2 separate regions of the Pan troglodytes genome follow, and region 1 is linked to region 2. Evidence: chromatin contacts called from public Hi-C data. All regions are on one chromosome and are shown on one strand. Each heading gives the region's core, a stretch centred on a gene start, on an enhancer-like site or on the middle of the called end of the contact. The rest is flanking DNA. Distances are from core to core; before and after follow the strand shown. Region 1 has its middle 64 kb from the start of CARTPT. Region 2 has its middle 190 kb from the start of MAP1B.

Region 1 (3,762 bases), core at 212-2,711, 140 kb after region 2:
TCTCATGCCAACCTGGGCTCTCTCGTTGTCCTGTGAGCCTCCCGACAGGTGGGACCACAACTCCTGCTGCTTTTATCACATTCCCCCATCATACTTATTCAATAAATGTTTATTAAGCACCTCCTTTGTTTCTGGCATGTTCTAGGTTCCAGGAATACAGCAACGAACCAGACTGTCCAATCCCCTCCTCATGGAGTTTACATTCCAATGAGAGAAAAACAGATGATACCCAGGCAAACAAGATACTTAGAGATCATTACAAGTGCGATAAAGGAATAAAACAGAGTGAGGAGTCAGGAGGCCTTGAGGCAGAGGGAGCCTCCTTACATCATGGGGTGAGAAAGGGCTGTCTGTGCTGAGTCCTGAGGAAAAAGAGCCAGCCAGTGAGGAGTTGAGGGAAGAGAGCTCAGGTGCAAAGAGCCTGAGGCAGAAATGGGCTTGGCAAGTTCTGGAAGGAGAAAGATGCCTGGAGGGTGACCAAGCAGGATAGGCCAGGGGAACAGAGCTCAGAGCTTGCAGGCCTGGGGAAGTTTGGATTCTGCACACGGTGTTGAGAGAAGCCACAGGACATGACACAGCGCTGAGTCCCCAGTGAACACTAAACGACTACCACATCTCTATACCTGGGTGCCTCTCTGCACACCAAGCTACCTGGAACCACTGAGCACTGCCTCCGGGGTGCCCCGTTACCCCCAAAATTGCTGTTCTAGTAGGGTGCCGGGGAAAACCTCATGGGCCTGGAGTCAGATGGTCTGAGTTTCAATCCCTACTCTTCTGATCACACGTCGAATGACTTTAGGCAAATTATTGAACCTAAGCTTCAGTTTTCTAGCCTGAAAAAAGTACATCATAAAGGACATATCCCAGATTACTGTAAGGGTTAAATGAGCGGATAGGTACCACATGCTCAGTCGTTCTTATGTTGTGGTGGTGATGTTTATTAATCGTGCTAGGAGTTCAGCCCTGAAGTGTAAACACTTCCTAGCAGAACGTGCTGTAATTTCTGGCATCAGCTATACCGTTTTCTGGGCTAAGAGCAACAGATCAGTGAAAAGGGTCTGAAAAGAAGGAAAAAAAACGGTATGATACAACACGTCTACTATTTCCCAAATAACATGACCTCTACTTTCTATTTTTTATGCAACACGCTGGAAAGTTCTAATGCATTCAAAATCCCTCTCCGAGCTCTCTCTGGTTTCTTATTAGCATATGTCCAGAGACAACATCAGTCGTGCGACCCTCTGAGGAGAATCGATGACTGAAAATGTAGCGCGCCATGACCAGAAACTCAATTCCCGGCCAGATGAAAAAAGAAGCCCATTTAACCCAAGGAATGCCAAGGCCAGGGTTTCTGTTCAGATTTCCTGAGAAACGAGTTACATGGAAACGCCGAGACGGAGGCCTCCATCCCCACGCCGAGCATGTCTTTTCTTTGGTGCGCTAAGGAACCCATTAAGAACCAAGCCCTGGCGCCATCTCCTGGCAGTCTCGAAAACTGAAAAGCAGACGTTTAACACAAGGGACCCCTCCCTCTCCTTGACAGAAATTAAGTTCGGGGGAAAAAAACGTAATTTCATGGGAACTTCTGTGTTTTCAACCTCCTGTTAAATATTTGAATCGAGAAGAGCAGATGGTAGCAGTCTCAGCCATTTACAGTCCCCACAAGGGACTGTCCCTGCTATACCGCCACTTTCTTTGTTTCTGTAAGAGCTTGTCACTCAACAGAGGTACCAGAGATCAGAGCCAGCACATTTATCTGCAGTAGCTGGTGCTTGGCCCCACTCCCACAAGTGCACCCAGCATTACCTGAGGATAGTCCTCTGCCCAAATTAACATCTTCAAATACATCTACTTTCTCAAAATACTTTACACAAAGAAAGCATGCATGAAATCTGCCTTCAAAGAGGTGGGCTCCAAACTCACTGCAAAGCTGCAAGCCCAAGTTCACCTCAGTACCCAGAATCTCATGATAAGGATCAGTTTGGGGTCTTGCTCTCCCTAGGGAAAGACCAGGTAGCACCTTTGCCTTCACAGCCACTTTCACTTTCCAAGGCTTTGCCTGGCCCGGGGAGTTTCCGCAGTTAGCGTTCAGCTTCATACTCACCATAAAGCCAGGTAACTTGGCATCATTAGACACAGAGCCTGAAATGACTAGAAAAAATAAATCTGCAGGGTTGCTGACCAAGGAGTGAACCAAAATCCCCAGGAATTTGGTCTTATTCCTCTGGAAGGACAAGCAGAGTGGTTTTGAAAACAGGGAAGCCATTGGTTGGGCTGGTTCCTCCCTGCTTTACTCAGGGATATATATTTACTTATTTAAAATGCATTGAGCCCTTTCTGCTTGGCAGATAATGTAAAAAGCACTTTACCAGCAGTTCTTTATTTAATCTCAACAACAACCCATACAACTGGTATCATTTTTATTTCCATTTAACAGATAGAAAACAGAGAGAACTTTACATAACTTGCCCAAGATCTTAGAGCAAATAAATGGTAGAGGCAGGATTCAAGTTTATGCATCCTGATTCTTCTTAACCACATAAGAAAGTATCTCTCAGAGACCCAGGACTTGGGATTTTCATCGGCACTGCTGAAAACACAGCCACTCCTCATGTTTGTAGGATGAATGAAATGGGATAATTTTCCCTAAATAAAAAAGGTGCCCTCCATAGCCCTTCGAATGTGTGTGTGTGGTGGGGGAGGAGGAGATGCAGTAGCATCTGGCCCCGAATTTTAGTCCTTCCTGAACAGCATATACCCCATGTAAATTCTTTCCCCTGAGTCTTCACACACTTGATCCAGTTACTGAACCGTAGTCCTCATCCCCAGCCCATTTTTTAGGACCTTGTCCTTAATTTTCTCATATCACTCATGCCTGATGACTGATTTCTCATGGTTATTTGCAAAAGCACAAATACAAATGCTATTAACTGGTAATAAAACAAGCCAGCCATTTCTAAAACTCAGTGCTGGTGACTGCTTAGTGGTCTTTGGGGACCCTGGGTTTGCCAGATCCCACTAAAGCAAACATTGCTTTCGATACAAACATGCCAAGCGTGATTTGTAGTGATTCGAGACCAGGACAAGGCAGTACACAGTCAGGTATGGGGTGGCGGGGTATGGGTAGTGAGTTCTACTCATGCTCAGAAATAGAAATGGTTGGCATGGTGGGAGCAGTCAGAGGGGAAGCCACTGCTCCTGCCCCTGCTCTCTTTATACCTTGCCTGACCTCAGTATCTGATGTGTAAAATGACAGAGCGCAGTTGATAACAAATCCCTTTTGAGCACCGACCATAATTCAGGCACTTTGTGGTCCTGGTGATACAGTGTTGAAAAAGACAATGATTTTGTCCTAATGGATTTTATGGTGTGGTGGGGAAGAAGGGGAAGGCAGATGATAAACAGATAAATAGATAAGTTACATGGTAGGTAGTGATACAGGCTACAGATAAAAGTAAGTCAGGGTAAAAGGATAGTGAGTTGCAGTGGGGGTGCCAGAAAGGGAGGCTAGGGGGATCTCTTTGATGAAATAATATTAGAGTAGGGGTGTGGATGAAGAGAGGGAGCAACCCAAACTCAAAGCTGTGGGAAGAGCATTCCTGGAAGAAGCAGCAGGGAGGAAAAGGCCCTGAGATAGGAACGACGCAATGTGTCCGATGAGCAGCAAGGAGACCAGTGTGGCTGGGTCACCAGGAGTGTTGGGGAGTGGCAGGAAATGAGGAGCACCCAGGAGCCAGAGCATGGAGGGCCTGGCAGGCCATG
Region 2 (4,107 bases), core at 416-2,915:
TGGCTGAAATGGATTGAAAAATCAAAGCCTACCCATTTCTCTGTACTACTGAATCACTATGAATTGAAACTCTGCTAATTACAAAGGAATACTTCAGCCTGGGTCAGAAGGCAGTTGAACATTAGAAGAAACAATACTCCTGTTGAAGTATTTAGAGAGAAAGTTCTAGGGCTCAGTTGTAGAACTAGAACTTCTTGCTGACCTTATAATAGTCATTATTGCATTCTCTTCTTAAACCATCTGCATTTAGTAGGAAGATAACTCATGCTCTGTGATAGATACCAGGGCATCTGACAGTGAAAAGATGAGTTTTGAAGCGCAGCAGGTCACATTTGAGTACTATGTCTTCTACTTAATAGTCAACTGATCGTGTTCAACTTGCTTAACTATATATGCGAAATGAAAATAATAACACTAACTTTGATATTTGAGAACATCAAGTGAATAAATAGTATCTATAAAGCACCTACTGCATATTGGTTGTGCAACCTACATTCCTTTCTCTCCTTCCCTAAGGAAGATGTACTCCCAAGTATTCACCATTCTTCCCATTCCTTGGAAATTCTTAAGGAAAACTTCCCATCTAGTTTAGCTCAGTACAAAACTGCTGAAAACAGCCAAAGATCCAGGACAAGAAGGACTGATTCTGTCTTAGGGGGAATTCTAATTTATTGACTTCAATTAATTATGCATTACCTGTTCAAATCAATTGTTGCTTTGTCATAACTTCAGAATGAATAATGATCTGAAAATTAGAAACTTCTCTGTTTTGAAATGTATCCTGGAATTCTTTTCAAAAAAACCTGGTTTTGGAATATGAAGGCTATGGGATTTTGGAATTTCCTTCATACAATTTTGTTTCTTTTGAATAATATTTTAATCTTTGCAAGTACAGTGTGGATTATAGTGGAGTACCCTGGGAATCTGTATCCTTAACTACAGAACTACCCTTAATTCTAGTTCTGTTTTTCAACTAACATTGCTTACTCATTGGCAATCAAGGGCGCTAGCTATCTACCTACATATCTACCATGAGCTACATAACATCTAATTTGAATTGGTAGGTCACTACCTCCAAGCTCCAGCAACCCCTTCATACTCCTTCCAACACTTGTTTTGGCAGAACTATTCTCAGAACTCTCATGGAAAGCTTTAGTGGACTCAATAAGGAGTTTTGGTTTGTGTTCACATCTTGTATGTACGTAACATATTTACTGTTTTGGTCAGTTAAGGCTGCTATAACAAATTATCATAGACTGGTACAACATTTATTTTATCAACAAACATTTATTTCTTACAGTTGTGGAGCCTGGCAAGTCCAAGATAAAGGAGCCAGCAGATCCAGTGTCTGGCGAGAGGTTACTTCCTGGTTTGTAGATATCTGACTTTTCATTGTATCTCACATAGAAGAGCAAAAAATAGCTAGCTCTCTGGCCTCTTCTTATACTGGCCTGAATCCCATTCATGAGGATTCCATCCTAATGACCTAATGACCTCCCGAAGGCCTCTTCTCCAAATACCATCACATTAGGATGAGCTTTTTATCATATGAATTTGGGAGGAAAAAGGGGAGACAAAAACATCCAGTCCATTGCAGACTCCTTGGAGGGTAAGCCCTAGGAATAGAATCTGAGGGTGGAGCATGCTGCCAAGCCCTATTGTGTGAGAAACAAGGCCTGGAGTGTAATTTTTTTCAGCCTCTGTTGTTGGAGGGATAGTAATGGTGTGACTCATACAGGAAATATCAAGGTGCTATACAAGGGTGAAAAAGCTTAGCAACTTCCTAGTCATCACTATTGCAGAAAGAGGGCAGCTAGAGGGCTCTGGTAAGCTAGTTATATTCATTAACAGCCAGCCATTTTTGTATTAATACATAATATTTTACATATTTATGGAGGTACATATGATATTTTGTTACATGCATAGAAAGTGTAATGATCAAGTCAGGGTATTTGGGGTATCTGTTACCTTGAGTATTTATCATTTCTGTATGTTGGGGATATTTCAAGTTCTCTCTTCTAGCTACTTTGAAATATACAATACATTGTTGCTAACTACAGTCACCCCACTCTGCTGTCAAACATATAAACATATACCTTCTATCTAACTGTATGTTTGTATCCATTAAACAACCTCTCATCATCCTCCCCTCCCACCCACACCCCATTCCAGCCTCTGGTATTTATCATTCTACTCTCTATCTCCATGAGATCAAATTTTTTAGCTTTCACATATGAGAGAGAACATACAAAATTTATTTTTCTGTGTCTATCTTATTTCACTTAACATAATGAACTCCAGTTCCATCCATGTTGCTCAAAATGACATAGTTCCATTCCTTTTCAATGGCTTAATAATATTCCACCTTGTACATATAACACATTTTTTTATTCATTTGTCCATTGATTGACATTTAGGTTAATTCCATATATTTGTTATTATGAATAGTGCTGCAATAAACATGTGAGTATGGGTATCTCTTTGATATACTGATTTATTTTCCTACAGATAAATATCCAGTAGTGGGATTACTGGGTCATATGGTGACTCTGTTTTTACTTTTTGAGGATCTTCATACTGTTTTCCATAGTGGCTGTACTAATTTACATTCCCATCAATCATGTATAAAAATTTTCTCTTCTCTGCATCATCTTACTAGCACTTGTTTTTTTTTTTTTTTGTCTTTTTAATAATAGCCATTCTAACTGGGATGAGATGATATCTCATTGTGGTAGATATCACATTTGATTTGCATTTCCCTGATGATATATATATGCCTAACATCACTTAGTTGTTTGAGTTTCTGACATAACCTGGGTATTAGTTCCTTGTCTGATGAAGAGTTTGAAAATATTTTCTCCAATTCAGTAGATTGTCTCTTCACTCTGTTGATTGTTTCCTTGCTGTGTAGACACTTTTTTAATTTAATATAATCCCATTTTTTCTATTTTTGTTTTTGCTCCCTGTGCTTTTGAGGTCTTAGCGATAAAATCTTTGCCTAGACCAATGCCATAAAGTGTTTTCCCTATGTTTTCTTCTATTAATTTTATAGTTTCAGTCTTATGTTTAAGTCTTTAATCCATCTTGAGTTGATTTTTATATATGGTGAGAGATAGGAGTCTAGTTTCATTCTTCCGTATATTGATATCTAGCTTCCCATGTCCTCTCCTCAATGTATGTTCTTGGCACCATTGTTGAAAATCAGTTGTCTAGAAATACGTGGATTTATTTCTGGATTTTCTATTCTCTTCCATTGGTCTATGTGCCTGTTCTTATATCAATACCATGCTGTTTTGGTTACTATAGTCTTGCAATATATTTTGAAGTCAGGTAGTGTGATGCCTCCAGCTTTGTCCTTTTTGTTCAGGATTGCTTTGACTATTCAGGTTCTTTTTCAGTTCCATACAAATTTAATTTTTTTCTCTATTTCTATGAAAAAAATGACATTGGCATTTTGATAGGGCTTGGATTGAATCTATAGATATCTTTGGGCAGTATGGTCTTCCTAATGATATTAATTCTTTTGATCCATGAGCATGGGATGTTTGTGCCCTCTTCAATTTATTTTATCAGTGTTTTGTAGTTTTCCTTTTAGAGATCTTTCACCTCTGTTCCATGGTGGGCAGGCCTATGCAAACCTGCCCCCAAAGTCCATGGAAGCTGACAGACAAAAGAAGGAGACTGATAAATCCAGTTTCTTAGAAAGAAACATTTAATCATGACTTATGAACAGAAGTTATGTCTATGTCTTAGGTGGCAGCAAGACAAGGTGGTGGATCCCTGCCCTTATCCAGATTCAGGGGTTATATACCATAGGAAACTGGTACATGTGATTTGGAAGGGATATGTAGGGCAATTGAGGTACAATGACATCAAGGTTGCTTTGACCTAAGGGCAGGATTTATGTTAAGTGTCTGCTCTTACACAAGGAATAATAGATAAACTGGAAATCTTAGAGGCCTTCTTGGAACTGGGGTTAATGAGAAGTCAACATGGCTGATTAGCAACCAAGATGGAGTTGCTTTCACCTCTACAACCTCCTTGGTTAAATTTATTCCTAGGTGTTTTTTTTGTAGCCATTGTAAATGGGATTGACTTCTTGATTTC

What was found. A called contact is a pair of places that touch in the nucleus more often than the background predicts.
Region 1: a Hi-C map of stem cell-derived neural progenitor cells shows a contact between it and region 2, with 2.8 times the contacts expected there. The contact joins two enhancer-like sites. A contact is called at or near these places in 2 of 7 Hi-C or Micro-C datasets (induced pluripotent stem cells and stem cell-derived neural progenitor cells) and 1 of 1 other capture datasets (stem cell-derived neural stem cells).

Annotation. Positions count from the first base shown.
Region 1 is chr4:44,262,565-44,266,326 of NHGRI_mPanTro3-v2.0_pri, forward strand. No RefSeq gene overlaps it. Among named protein-coding and RNA genes, the nearest start is that of CARTPT, 64 kb to the right of the region's middle. Within about 2 kb of position 1,462, at least 10 of the 24 cell types and tissues checked have an H3K27ac peak or open chromatin away from gene starts, as enhancers often do. A contact at or near this core is called in stem cell-derived neural progenitor cells, where this site is marked.
Region 2 is chr4:44,126,031-44,130,137 of NHGRI_mPanTro3-v2.0_pri, forward strand. No RefSeq gene overlaps it. Among named protein-coding and RNA genes, the nearest start is that of MAP1B, 190 kb to the left of the region's middle. Within about 2 kb of position 1,666, at least 5 of the 24 cell types and tissues checked have an H3K27ac peak or open chromatin away from gene starts, as enhancers often do. A contact at or near this core is called in stem cell-derived neural progenitor cells, where this site is marked.